Regions from separate parts of the Columba livia genome. Here region 1 is linked to region 2. Evidence: chromatin contacts called from public Hi-C data. All regions are on one chromosome and are shown on one strand. Each heading gives the region's core, a stretch centred on a gene start, on an enhancer-like site or on the middle of the called end of the contact. The rest is flanking DNA. Distances are from core to core; before and after follow the strand shown. Region 1 has its middle 170 kb from the start of CDIN1. Region 2 has its middle 19 kb from the start of CDIN1.

Evidence for each region. Hi-C and Micro-C count contacts between places; a contact is called where the count stands out from the background.
Region 1: a contact with region 2 is called in a Hi-C map of liver, with 1.9 times the contacts expected there. The contact joins two enhancer-like sites. A contact is called at or near these places in 2 of 2 Hi-C or Micro-C datasets (crop and liver).

What each region holds. Positions count from the first base shown.
Region 1 is chr5:33,378,634-33,385,711 of bColLiv1.pat.W.v2, reverse strand. No RefSeq gene overlaps it. Among named protein-coding and RNA genes, the nearest start is that of CDIN1, 170 kb to the right of the region's middle. Within about 2 kb of position 1,856, at least 2 of the 3 cell types and tissues checked have an H3K27ac peak away from gene starts, as active enhancers do.
Region 2 is chr5:33,193,780-33,201,627 of bColLiv1.pat.W.v2, reverse strand. No RefSeq gene overlaps it. Among named protein-coding and RNA genes, the nearest start is that of CDIN1, 19 kb to the left of the region's middle. Within about 2 kb of position 3,072, at least 2 of the 3 cell types and tissues checked have an H3K27ac peak away from gene starts, as active enhancers do.

The sequences.
Region 1 (7,078 bases), core at 607-3,106, 190 kb before region 2:
TGCTAGTGTGTGTGTATGTGTGTGTGTGTACACGCGTGTGTCTTGTGTGTATACGCGTGTTCGTGGGCGGGCGCGCGGCGCGGCGGCGCGAGCTCCCAGGCGCAACGTCGGAGCGCCCCCTGCTGGCCGCACCTGGCACCGCCGCGGAGGAGCCCTCCGCCCGCGCTGCGCGCTTCCCTGCGCGCCGGTGTGTAGGGTAGATGCGCGGCTCAAGGGGCGCGCAAGCAGCGGGGCGCGCCCGCGCCCACTTCTGCGTACAGACCGCAGGTGACAGGGAAGCGCCTCCGCTGGCCCGCGCCTGCCTTTGAGCCTGGGAGGACCGTAACATAAACTGTTTACTAAACTGTCCTTTTCCTTTCTTTGGGAGCGCAGAGCTGCTGATAGCGGCTACGGGCGGCTGATAAGGAGGATAAACAGCTTTTGTAGCCCCCGCCGTTTACTTGGCGTCTCGCTTGGCAGCGCGCATGGGGAGGACGGGGGTCCCACGCCTGCTCCACGCGGGCAGCGCGACCCTGCTCGCCCCACGGGCCCTGCGGCAAGGCGGGCCGTGCTCGGGGGCCTCCACCCGAGCTTGGCTCTCCGCTCCCCGGCACCCCGCACGGCCTCCACTGCGCGCTTGGCCGCAGGCGCGTAGCAAAGCAACTGGGGGGAATGAAAAGGGCAATAAACCATTGCCAAATGGGTGTCACATGACCCCGGTAATTTATAGGTAAGCCCGCAGTTTTATGTTTATTGAAAACACGACAGAAGGGTAAAACCAACTGATCTGCCGCGATTTCACCCCAGACTTTTTTCCTCAGAGAGAGGTGGCTATTCCGCACCCTCCTCCGCCGTCCATGCTCTCACCGGCGCCTCCGCGGAGGACAGGGGAAAGCGGCCGGGCAGGAGCGCGGGGTACGCAGAGCCCGGCGCGGCTCCACAGCGCTGCGAGCCCGGCCCGGTCCCGGCCGCGACCCCGTGGGGAGGCGGGCCGGGGCGGAGGTGTGCGGGAGAGCGCTGCCGCCGCCGCCCACCGCGGGGTCCGGCCCTGGCGACGGGAGCCGCGCTGAGCGCCCGTGGGTGCCGGCCCGGCGGAAGGCTCCGCTCTGGCTGGGGCAGCGCGGGGTGCGCAGCGAGGGCAGAGCTCTGCTCGTCAGCCGCAAATACAATCATGAATCGCCCGCGTTTGAAAAGGCAACCTAGTCTCTTTGTACACCAGGATACCACAGTTACATATTTATGGTTTAAAGGGTTATTTTGCCCATTAAAAAAAAATGGCACAAAACCAGCACTCAAACCTGCATCTAGTCCTGTTTGTTCAGGGCTGTGCCTAGACAGAGTCCAGCCAAAACAATGCTTTGCAGAAGATCTGCCTTGCTCGGCCAAAAGAGTAGTTGCTCAAATTTATTTTCTTTCACAAAATGTGCGTGTAAGGAAACGGGGGAGAATGGAAGAGAATATCAGAATATCAGAAGATACCTTTCTTGAAACAAAGGCAAGGGGAATAATCTCAGTTGCAGATCCCATCAGGCAGAGACCAGATAACAATATTTATAGGAAGGCATTCAAAAATACGATGCGCTTAAATAACAACAACAAATGCTTACTACAGTCGCTACAGCACAGCTTAATAAAAAATTAGCCTTACTGACAGTCTTGTCAACATCTTAAGTAAATTATCATAGCGATGGTCTTTGGAGAAGAGAACCCACACTCCTTGCTAAAACACCTCCTATCATTAATCTTAAACCACTTGAAGATTATGATGGAAAGAATGGGATCAGTAACCATTATCATCTCAAATTGCTGTTAAAAACTCCTATGTTTATTTTTGCAACCAAAGCGAATGTAACTGGGAAATGCAGAAAAGGGAAGAAAGGAAAACACGAGAAAGGCAGAACAATTGAGGCGAATCCTGTTGCAACCCCGATGATAAACACATGGAAAAAGCTGTTACTGCTCTGTGGATTGCTGGAATTTGGGTAGACATTAGAAAAATAAACAAAGCGATGGCTCCGCACCAGCTCTGTAAGTGCATCGGTGCACGCAATGAAAGGTAACTTCTTAAAATTAATTGTATTTTCCTGAATATTCAGTATATGACTTTATTTACATCGATCATTTGATAAAGATCAAAACTATTAAAAATGTACTTGTACCTTTCACTATTCATATCGGAAAATAAATTCATTTTGACCTTTTTTGACTGTATTTTTGTATGCATTGCATGATTTCCCAATAATCGTCGGAATAAAGTCTATAGTATAATTTTATGAGGATCCGACATACTCGAAATATTTGCTCAGAGTGAAACCTTTTCAGAAGCGACCTGTGATTTTTATTGTAGTCTCTCCTGGTAGAATATCATCCCTCTTTGAAATGCATTTTTACAGCCTAAAAAATAATATATATATATATTTTTTTCCCCTCTCCTTCCCCCCCCCCGTGTTAAACTGCTTCCAGGATTTGGCAAAGAAGGGAGAATCTCCTGATTTAGGGACATTCGATCTGAAATGTTATCCACGGACCTTTACACCTTCAGTGAATCCACAAATCGATGTGAGCTGTGCACATGTCTGAATACAATCAAACACAGGTTTTTGAAGTTATTCTTTCAAAATGTAGAAGTTTACATGAAGCCTTTAAACAGCGCGATGCTCCCCGGCCAGATTCCTCCCACCCCCCTTCTCCGAAGTCAAAAGAAAGGGTGCCAGTAAACCGGGGCGTTGCAAATTAAAATAAACCAAACAATTATTGTCCCCTAGCTGAGCTGCATCTTCCTGTTGTTTCCGCGATGATTCATTTCGGCAGCGGTGAACCAGAGGCAGAGGCTGGCGGCTCTTCCCCCTCCGACGGGGGCGACAGGGGATTTGCTCCCGGAGCCAGGCTCGGCCGTGGGGCGCTGCGCGGGGCGCGCAGGTAGGCGCGGCGGGAGCGGGAGCCGGAGCCGGAACCGCGCTGCCCGCTCCCCCGCCGCGGCCCCGCAGTGACCCCAGCCCGGGGCTGCGGAGAGGTGAGAGGTGACGCTGCGAGCCAGCGCAGACCTGGCCCTTTTAAAGCCACAGCTAATCAGTCCTTTACTAAATTAAAATATAGGAACCAGAAGGGAAGCAATTTCGTTGTAAAGAATTACCACGCGCGCTCCGAGAACGGAATAGCATTGAAATGAGGACGGTGCTCCCTGCGACGGAGACATTTGTCACCCAGGAGCAGTTCGGCTAAGATAAACTATAAAATTATACGCAACACTATATAGATCCAATAGATCTGTACGTGTTGTGTGTATTCCACGCACAATAAAATAAGGTTACTGAGTAGTTGAAAAACTTCATCGCCATAAACTATCCAGCGGGATGGTGGTTCTAGGACAGTAGGCATCGGGTGGTTAGTTGTCCACCTAGCTAAAGACTCAGAACTTCATTATAATATGGGAAGAAATTGAAGTGGAAAAAAGTGACATTTTTTCCTGTCAATTAATTTGTCTTCGATTTCAAGTTGTTATTTAGTCTCTGTAAGTAAAGGAAAAAAGGGAACTCACTATAGTATAGCGGGTGTGTGCCAGTGTGTGTGTACGTGTGTGTATATGCATCATACACATATACTACGATGGTATGTGCGTGTAAGCTGAGCACGTGAACTGGCCCACACACAGTGGAAAATGGTGGCAGTTCCATTTTTCCTCTTTAATTAGGAAATATTCCTTGATTGTCTTGGCACCCATTACTTTTTAATAACTCCATAGAATCGGAAGAAGAAGAATAAATGTCTGCTGCAAGTAATCTACTATAAAGCAATTATTTTACTAGCTTAATATGCAATTGCAAGTACAACACAGTAACGGCCGTGAACGAGACGCAAAGGGAAAAATTAAAAAGTAAAAGTACTAGAGGAAAGATAATATTCGACAGTATGTATACTTCAGTGAGTCGCTAAAAGAAATACCTTGCTTCGAGAACAAAGCTCTGTTATAGCTAGATTACAAAGCAACTTTCTTTTCCCATGTGTTACAGGCAGAAAAATACTGGTTTTGGAAGACTGCGAGCCAGTATAATCAATTTAGGCGCGGAGATCACAGATCTGAGGGAGACGGAAATGATTGATTTCGCCAGAAAACACTTCCCTGACGCATCCCACGAGCAGCCTCCACCCAAGGCAGGTAAGCTGCTGTGTGAAACTATTTTTAACTGAACAAAAGACTGAGCAAACAGCTGACGTCAGGGAGCAGCATCCCCGGAGAGGGGCGGCGGTGCGTGGCTGCCGGGCTGCCCGCCTCTGCCCAACACCGCCCGCCCCGCTCCGGTCCCGGCGCCCCCCGCCAGTGGCCCGGCCCGCGGCCTCGCCCACCACCGCTCCCGTTGGAGCGCAGCGGCGGCAGTCCCGGGAAAAGGGGGTAGTCGTCCGCCAGGACCGGGGCAGGCCTGAGGCTGCGGGGATGGCGGAGGGGTGACAAAGAGCAGGTACGGCGCCCGCTGGGGCAGGTCAGAGGCGCTCTCCTGCTGCAGCCGATCTGCAACTTCTTCCCGTGGTTTTTAAAAGCAGAGGTTGCTTTCATCATAGGAGAGCTCGCTGTGTTTACCTGCAAGGCACCCACACTTGAGGCACTCGGCAAGCGGGCACTGCTCCCGGCAGACTGGGCGCGGGGGCCGGCGGGGACCAGCGCACCCGTGGGCTCGGGGATAAAGCGGGGATGCTGACCCCCCAACCTCCCCCCATCCCTGTGGTCCAAACTGCTGCTGTGATGTGAACGTGAATAAACACTAGAAACGCTGCAAGTTCAGCGGTCAGGAGAAGCGTAAGGCTGGCTTTATCGTCAGCCTTACTCACGGGAGTCTCGAAGGCGACCGGCCGCTGTTCCGTGACAAACTGCCCCGCTGCACAACACCGGGGTACGCGCCCCTCCGGTACCGGCAGGGGAAGCTCTGGCCCTCGCCTCTTCCCAGTGACCGTCGATTTAAGCAATCCGCCAGCGGGCCACCTTGTCCCTCTGTTTTAAACACCTATCCTTCGCCTTTCCTTTCCTCGACCCCCGACCCCGCCCAGCCTCCCTCCACAGCGGCGGGGCTCGGCCGCGGCACTGGGCGGCCTGGCCCGGGGAATGCCCCGCGGCTGTGTCCGCCCTGATCCGGGCAGTGGTTGCCCTCGGCTGTTTCTCGCAAGGGCGCCTGCACCCGGGCAGGGTGGGAGGAGGAAGAGGAAGGCGACAGGGGGTGATTACCGGGGCGGGGGGGACCTTTCCCGAAGTGGGAGGCGTACACTTGCAGAGTCGCTGCAAGCACGAAACGCCGCAGCCCCCGGGCGACCTGTCAGCTCCGCCGCCCCCCCCAGCCCCCGGCTCCCCGCCTCGCCTCTCGCCAGAGTCAACACGGAGCTGCGATCCATTTGGGCGATTTAGTTAAAATAAATAAACCCGCGAAGATTCACTAGCGAGCGATGCATCATCGACCCGGAGGTTTATTAAGAGGCTCGTTACAGCCGCGGCTTTCGGCCCCTGCTCCGCCGGGGGTGTCGGGGGGAGGCTGCGGCAGCCCGGCTCGCCCCGGTCCCCTCACTCCAGCCCCTGGCAGGGACCCGACCCCCGCGCCGGACGGTCAGCCACTTTTCACCCCCCCATCCCGCCGAGCCCACGGGGAAGGGGGAACCGGCCCACCCGAGGGCTGCTGCAGAGCCCTCTTACTTATTTATCCGTACATTTGGGGGAGGGAGAGGAGGGTCGGGAGACATTGTTGTCAGTGGCGATTGTTAACCCAAATAATAATAATAAAGAAAAATCGTTACAGCTGGGCGCTGACTGAATATGGCAATTACTATTATTGCCAATCACGATTAGAAATAATTATCCTGAAAGCACGGACGGTTCAGCTGCCAAGGTGTTTTGAATAATCGCTTCAAAATGAGCAGTAAAATATTAGATTCACACACAGGGACGACCATAAACTTCCAGTTTTAGCAGTCTGTAAAGGAGATCTCACCACAGGTGAGCTCTAGTTTACTTGTGAAGCTTCAATTTTTTCATCTGTTACAGGTCCAGTGCTGTTTTGCTCCCACACCATCCTGGACAGTGGCCCTCCCCTGTGCCTGTCCTGCTCTCCTCCACCAAGCTCCCTGAAAACACCGGGTGGCCAAGCACCTTCTTAAGGCAGTGGTACACTGTGCTTGGGTCTCTCCAATCCTAAATAACAACGAAGCAAAGTGATTATGAGGGATAACTTGGTCCCACAGTGAAACTCCACTCACTTTATTTACATTGTACAACTCTACACAGGCCTTCTCATTTTAGCTATTTGAAATGATGTGTAACTAGGAGGAGGTCACAGGTGACTGGCAAGTTCAACCTACTTAGCTCAATTATCCAAGTTCCATTTCCAAATTGTGTTCAATTTGATTTTCCTGCCTTCCTCCAAATTATCTTAGAGAAAAAAATCAAATGAAAGCAGACAATTTAAGCCAAATCCTGTACACCATTATTTACATGCAAAATCATTTTTGTGATATATACTTCCCTTAATGGTTATGGGTTGCTAGATCTTTCCAAATGGATTTACAAACATAGCCATCAAATTATTTCAAAGGCAGGCCTATTAGGGACAAAAATAATTATGAACTTTCAGAAGCTTTGTAAAAAGATAAGTTTCTGAATGTTGTCTCTTTGAATTTTACTTAAGTTTTGTTTTTAATTTAAGCCTGGAGGCACAGTAGAGAGATATGCAGAGTCTAATAAGGAGTTTGGAAAATAATGTGCCGTAATCCAGTGCCGAGCTATTTCTCCATAAAATATATATAAAGAATCAATTCGTAAGCACAAGTATCTACTAGGACTGAGTTTTAACATAACGTTTCACATGAGCATTCTTACATGCATTATTAAGGAGATAACAAAAGTGCTTCGAATCAAGCCCTATATAGTCACATCTGGAAATGCTCTTTTCTGTCTAATTTTCATTTTTTCTCTCTCAAAAAAAGTTAGAAGAAAAACTCGTCCATCCCCTTGTATATTAACTGTTACCATCAGCTTTTAATCAGTAACATGTATAGCTAGATTTACAGAATCTATTCCAAGATGTCCCTTTTAGACAACAGCAAAATGAAGATAGTATCTTTA
Region 2 (7,848 bases), core at 1,823-4,322:
GAAATGTAATCCCTATTGTTTGATTTACTAACTGTACTTATCCATTTCTCATTTTATTGTTAAGTGCTTAGGTCCACTGACTGATCAAAATTTATTTCTTTCATAGTATTTGCCTTGCTTTGTGCAAGAAACTCATCGTGAAAAGAAATAGAAAAGACAACAGGAGTCTTCTTCCTCTGGTTGTCCAGAGTTCTCTGTTGTGCATGAACCTGGAACTCCTCTTCAGAGAGTGATTTTTTCTTCATTCATGTTCAGTGAATGTATGTTTGGAAAAACAACCTTTTTTTTTTTTTCTCCCCCAATAAATAAGTAAATTAAACATTTTAAATTATTAAGATTTAGAGCTACATTTAAAAGCTTACTGGTTGTGATTAAAAAAACCTTCTGAAATACAGAAAATTTCTCCTTAAATTTCAGTATTCTGAAAGCAGAATGAATCTGAAGTTTTGTTATGCCATAATTTGCCTTTTAATTGTCTCACATTTTTAGTTCGGTTGTTAAAGGACCTGACTTTAAAGAAATACAAGAGGAGGTCTGTAGATAGAAGTATTATCTTTTATTAGACCAGTTGGAATATTTGGAAAAGTTAGGCTTGGAGGCACACAAGCCTCTCTTCCATGAGTGAAATAGAAACAAAATAAAAAGTTGAGAACAGTTGCTCAGAGGTGGCAGCCGTATATCAAATCACCCATCTTTAAAAGAAAAGCAGGTGGTACTTGTGGATGAGATAGGATGATGTGGGGCAGGAGGAGAAAAGGAGAAAAAGACAGAGATACTTACACTCTGGGGAAAAAAGGCATGGTTTGGGGCATGTGAAACACACTGGAAAGAAGAGAAATTAAAATGTACTATAAACCTGCTCACTTACATCCATGATTTTTGGCATCCAGTAGAGTTCTGAGTTTTGCTTACCAAAATTTCAAAGATTTTGTAGGTTTTACCTGAGCATAGGGGCATAGTATGTGAGCAAGCAGAAAGGAAGGAATGAGAGATCAGAAACAGTGGCTAGTAAGAGGTGTTCACAGTAGTTTTTACCTTTATAAACCATCAATTCGCTCCGTATGTAGTTTTGGCTTAGTTTTACATACATCATAGCTGTTGTGTTGTCAAGCTACTGGAATAAACTGTATTATATTCCTGAAATGGAGTTGCAGAATTGAAAGATAGTGGTGGTTCTGTTAAGAGATTATTTACTACAGTAATTATAGAGATATGTCTCCAGATTTTACATTTCTTGCTCAAACACGATCTTCATCCATTCAGTGTCTTTGGACTGTACCTAGGATGTTTCTGAAGCCAGAGACTGTTAGAAGTCCAAGGTGGTTCTTGAAAGACAAGACCAAGTGGCATCTTCTTCTAGAATTACTTATAATTGGTTAAGGTGGTTCTTTGGATGGTATCACAGGATTTTTCTTCAGAGTGAATGGGATGGCATCTGAGGATGCCTGATTTTTGTGTGTGTGTTTCAGACAGTTGCAAGTTTATGGAGTTAAATTTGTTAGTCTGTGGTTTTCTGTGCATTTTAGTTTGTAGATTACCATCTTTGATATTGACCTTAATACCTAAGAAGGGATCTCGGTACAGGAGAATTTCAAAGACAGTCTGACAATAGAGTCATGATTATTGAATTTATGATTGCAATTAGTGAGGAAATCCAGTTTTCTACTCATGATGATGAAGATGTTATTCATACATTTTATGCCATATGGACCTGGTGGTACATATCTAATGCTGAGCAGGTTTTTTTTCTATTTAGCTTTGAAAGCTGCTGCTGTCTAGACATGAAGAAGGGTTCATGTGCCCAAAAGTTTATCTGGCATGTTCAACAGTGCCATCTGCCCTAGTGTTGCTTCCGTCCTTAGACCATCTTGGTTACAACAAAGTGCTGTGGGAGAAATAAAACCTTTTTGCCTGTCAAGCCTCTTTTTTCTTAGTTTATCTGCACTCAAGCTGACCTTTGCTAGCTCTGTTTCTAATTCTCCTCATATACTCATTTTTAGTAGGGGATATATGTTGTAAGTAACCAAGGTCACATTTCTGAGCCCTTGTATGTTAACCCAATGATTTCTAGCCTGCTTTAATCCTTTCCTACACCAGCAGCTGTAGTAATAAGGGTCAAGGGGCTGCTAGGGATTGAGGTTGTTAGCTTTTGGGTTGTATTTATTCATTTTGTTGGTGTTTTTCACTGATCGGTCTTAATGGATATTACCCATTCGGTTGTATGGTATTAGAACAACATTTGACCTTTCAAACATGAATGATTTTAAAGTTTATTTTACTTTGACTGTAAACTTGGTGCTGCTTTTTAGATATGGAAATAATTTGTCTTTAATTTCATTGTGTTGTGAACTGTCTGTCTATTGGGTTGAATACCTCAACATTAATGTGTATAAACTCAGATCTCACTGAAAGAATGGAAAAACTCCACTGTTTTCAATGAAACGTTTTAGGGATCTCTTTGTTATAATTTAATGAGAAAGGACTTGGATCCTTATTGTTTGCAAGAAGTAAACTGCTAGGTTTTATACTGCTGCCTAAACCAGTAGCTTTATCGTTGCTTCAGCATATAGTTGTGTTGTAGTCATATTTGTTTGGCAGAACCATCAGAGTACACAGCCTGAATCTTTGGTTCTATTCCTATTTTGTAGATGTAGCGAAATAGTGAATACACATTATTACATAAAATAAAAGAAAAATAGATTTAATGTTCGTCAGTTTGAGTCTTTAGCTTCTCCAGTATAAATGCAAAGCTAAACTGTTAGATTCTTTTCTGCTCCGGTTTCCACCACTACTGCCCAAGGAAAGGTAAAGACATTAGACATTGGAACATAACCTGAAATTTGACAAATTCGTGCTTTTATGAACCTAAGTAGAAACAGCCCATCAGATGGTAGACGTCTCACTGACTGTGTCATGCTTTTAGCATTCTTTCTTCTCTTGTAGGTAAAATATTTTGGTTTATGCTTTAATATTTGAAACATTCTCAGCTGCTACTGGTGATAAGCAGCTGCTGCACAGTGAGGAGGAAAGAGTTTATCATATTTGGTGTTGCTTTCAGTGATATAGATGCTTGCTCACTAGCTATTGTACTGAGATCAGCTAACTCGTTTCATTAAAAGGTCCTTTAGGTGGTAGTTATATTTGGTTACCACTGTGTTGATGTGGATCTGAACCAGAAACACAGAAGTGAAAGGCTTTCTATCCTACTAACAATTTCCTGAGCCTTCCATTCTCCTATATTAAGAGGAGTTTTTATAGAGTGGAAAAATGCTCCATCGTAAAGCTGTAAGGTTAAAACTGCAGCCCCTCTTCCTTTCCCAACACTCCTTAAACTATGGATCTTGTTTGCTATGGGAAGTGAACTGCAGGAGGAAGCCAGATGGCAGCTGTATTGAGCTGCTGCTTTGTTGTGCAGGATGGGTGCCCCTCCTCCCTTCTCCAAAGCAAATGTTGATTCACGAATGAGGGGTTTATATATCTGAATGAGGGATTCAGATGATTTTTTAAATGTCTGCTCTTTTAATAGTTTACAAAAGTAATTCATCCAGTGTTCATAATAAGAAACAGTTTGAGATGTGTATGTGGCAAAGTTGTATAATTTTTAAGATGAACTTTGCAAAATTATACACATAGCCATGGTTATTTTATTGCTTTCTGTTAAACTGCCCAAAGTGCTGTACCAGCACAGCATGCTTCTTGTAAAACATATTCTGAAGAGAAAAATTGTTTTATGTATTTTTTAAAGTAAAATATGATTATTTGGTCAGTAATGGACTAAAACCCCAGAAAGTATTGAAGTATTTTTAAATTAACTAACTGCCAGCAAGAGAACATTTATTAAATTATAAGATGAAGTCGTATTGTATAGGTGTGATTTGCATCATAGAATCTGCACCGAATCTCTACATTTGTTAAAATTCTACAACACCGCAAGGTTAGTCCTCAAGGCTGTTTTGTTTTGTTTTGTTTTTTTTTCTTTATTTGCATTTGTACATGAATGAAAATTGTGCATAAGTCCATATACTTTTTAGCTCTTGGCAGGCCTGTTTGATTGTCATTATATTTGTAATGCAGAATATTTAAGAGGTTCAAATTTCCAAGGGTGCCAAACTGGATCTTCAGCTAAGACCATGCATGTACATAGTATAAGGTTTGTAGAATAATTAACTAGAACTTTGTTACTTTCACTGATTACAAAGATCATCTTCTTGTGAATCCAAGAACAATGAATAGTTGTAATGAGAGGAGCACACCATAAGCACTCTTTTCTAAATATCCAGTGCTGAATTTTCTCTGGCACAGTTATCAACAGCATGTTCCAGGCTTTGTCTTTTGCCATAAACTGCATTCTAAGCACAATGGAAATACCACAGAAACGTAAAAATTAGGGAATTCTGTTATTAACAAGCTGCATTTTTAACCACCATGGGGGATTTATTTAGGCTGTCTAGTGTGCAGAATGTGTTTTTTAATGTAAATAGCTACTGAGAAAAAATTCAAATCCTCAGATGAATGTCAGAAATGAGCCTTAGCAAAATATTTTTAAGAATATATACCAAATAAAGTAATGTGGTTTTTCCTGCTCTTTTATTCTTCTCTTTCTTGATGTCTTTCTCTCCTTCTAATGTCAGTTTATATATTTTATAATGCAGATATAAGATGAGAGAAAATGAGGGAATAACTCTGTAATGCAGGTGGAAACAGTTAAAAGAACTGGGTTGGAATGTTAAAACTGATATTCCTCCGTCTCAACATACCACATTAAAAAGTAGTTTGGGTTGCCTGGCATCTTCATGACTAGTAATATAAGTAAATATCAGCAGTATTCAGAATCATTCAGAGTTGATGTGCATATGGTTTATATATAAATAAAAATAAATAAATAAGTATGCATTAAAAGTCTTTGTGCATATTACAGATACATAATATGCAGACATATATGTTGAAATCTATGTTTTACATCAAACCTCTACAGTATGCTTCATGAGGGAGACAAGACCCATGTGTTTTGCAGAAGCTTTTAAAGCTGTTTCATTTATTTTATTAGCCTTTAATGAATGTAATTAGAACCCAAGTAATTAAATGCAATTGTGCTCAGTATGTTCCTGTTGTAAATTGCCCTAAACAATGTGCATGGTGTGAACAAATTTGTGGGATTAATAGAGGATAGATAATGTTTTTGGATAGTATTTCACACTAAACGGCCGCAGAGAGAAACAAAGAAGCTGGCGCAGTGTCATTAATCTTAGTCAACTGGCAGTTCTGGTGTAATTTGCATGACTTAGGCAGTGACACAAGATGGGCTAGCTTGGGATGGGTGTTAAATCACTAGGATACATATGTATTTATTTCTCTTTAGTACTCTGATTTATAAGTAGAAAGAAGTTGGTTTGAAGAAACTCATTCATTCTGTTTTCATCTTTGTTTTTATCTTAGATTAATAGAATTACTGGCAGTATATTGTATGTGTGCCTTTGTTTTTATAGTTAGCATATTGGTTTATGGATATTAAAAAACATCTGTGCATCCTTGTCATCACAGAAGAAAGGCAGATGTGCTGTGATTGGATGGTGTGTTGCTAGTGGAATAGATTTTCTTTCTTCACTCTGATGTGTCTTGTTTCCTGGCTTAAAAAAAAAAATCAAGATATAGTAAGATACTTCCAAATTAGTTTTTGAAAAATCTTATAGTAGTTGTAGATAGCATATACATTTTCATTCCACGTTGTCTTTGTCCATGATTTTTTTTCTAAAAATCATTTAATGCGTGTAATCTGATTGAGCAGAAGTATAACTCAACAACCGTAAAATACTTCTTATATTTTAGTAGAGTAATAAATTCTCATAAAATAGTAGTGACCACTGTAGTTAATTGTCACCAGAATTTTTAAATGCCCTAGTTTGGGCTAGTTTAAGTGCTCTTAAACTTACAGTTGATTTGAAGTGTCTGTCAAAGTGTACTGCTTTGCTGAAAGTCTAAACAGAAATCTTCCACTAGTTTGAAGTATTAGAAGAATGAGTCAAAATTAATTTGAGTCTTGTTAGATGAGTGTTTATGTCCCAGGTCCTAACATAGTTTTCAAAATAGTACCTGTAGAAAGCTAAGTTTTCTAGATAGGTAATGGTCTCATTTATGGGAAAGGGACCATTATCCAAAATTGACCTTGACCCATTTCTCTACACCAAAATCTTCCTAGAAACACCTTTGGTTGTATATTACCTACTGAATATTTTGACTAAAAACTGTGCCAAAAATGTATGTGCTAAACTTATTCATGTAATATCTCTGGAAGTCATTATTCTGTTAAATATGTTGCTTATGCACACCCGATCACGTTGTTATTCTATGCACCCATGGTGTTAACTTTTTTGTGTAGTAAAATGGAATGATGAGTAAACTGGGGATCTTCAGAAACTCTTGAGAAATTGCAGTCCTGACAGATAAACATAAAGGAATTCATGCTTCAGCAGTATCGGTAGATCTTTTAATTACAATTTTTCAACACAGGAAGATTTCACTTAACGAAATCTGAGCTATGTTTCTTATATTTCTAAAAATATATATTTAATTAAAGTTTTTTCACCCATTTTAAAATGGTATAGTTAAATAATTAAAAGAAGAAATTTATAAATTGAATGTGCAACTCTGAGTCCTCTTTAATGGGTTGATAATGATTAAATGCTTCAGTTTGTATCACAAACAATGTTGTAATCATACTTTTAATACTGTAAGATAATAATCCTGTAAAATAATGAATAGTTTATAATAGCACTGAATAAGCACTGATGAATAGCCATGTTTGTCTGCTTACCATGTTGAAATACAAAGTGCTGACAGAAGCAATGTGGTAATGGTGGGAGGCAAACAGATATATTTCACTGAAATGTGAAACTAGCACAATTTTTACACAAAGCTTTATATGGTAAATATAACAACAAACACTGACAATACAAATTTTCAGGCATTCACTTAGGCCACCTAAATCTGAAGGTGATTTGTCACTGTCTTGTCTCCTGAATTGTGAGTAAACAGTGCAAAAATAACTGAATTTAGATTAAACGTATCGATAATTGTACCTTTGAGGAAAAAAAGTACTAGCTGTCTGTCAGTAATGATGAAGAGGGCTATGATGGCATTAAAAACAATTTGCTTGTAGCATTTTTGGAAAATATAAAATGCTTAAGATATAGCATGTGTTCTACCATGGATTTTCATAAAGAAAAAAAGCTTGTTAGGGCAGTAGAACAGAGGAAAAGGAAACTGTCTGGATGGCAGGGCCCAAAGAGTTGTGGTGAATGGAGTCAAATCCAGTTGGCAGCTGGTCACAAGTGATGTTCCGCAGGGCTCAGTGTTGGGGCCAGTTCTGTTTAATCTCTTTTTCGATGATGTGGATGAGGGGATTGAGTATACCCTCAGCAAGTTTGCAGATGACTACAGGTTGGATGGGAGTGTTGATCTACTGGAGAGTAGGATGGCCATACAGAGGGTTCTGGACTGGTTGGATCATTGGGCTGAGGCCAGTTGTATGAGGTTTAACAAGGCCAAGTTCTGGCCCCTGCACTTGAGTCACAACAACCCCAGGCAGCACTACAGGCTCAGGAGAGAGTGGCTGGAAAGCTGCATGGCAGAAAAGGACCTCAGGGTGTTGGTCAATAGATAGCTGGATATGAGCCAGCAGTGTGCCCAGGTGGCCAAGAAGGCCAACAGCATCCTGGCTTGTATCAGGAATAGTGTGGCCACAAGGACTAGGGAAGTCATTGTCCCCCTGTACTCAACAATGATGAGACCCCACCTTGCATACCATGTTCAGTTTTGTGCCCCTCACTGCAACAAAGACATTGAAGTGCT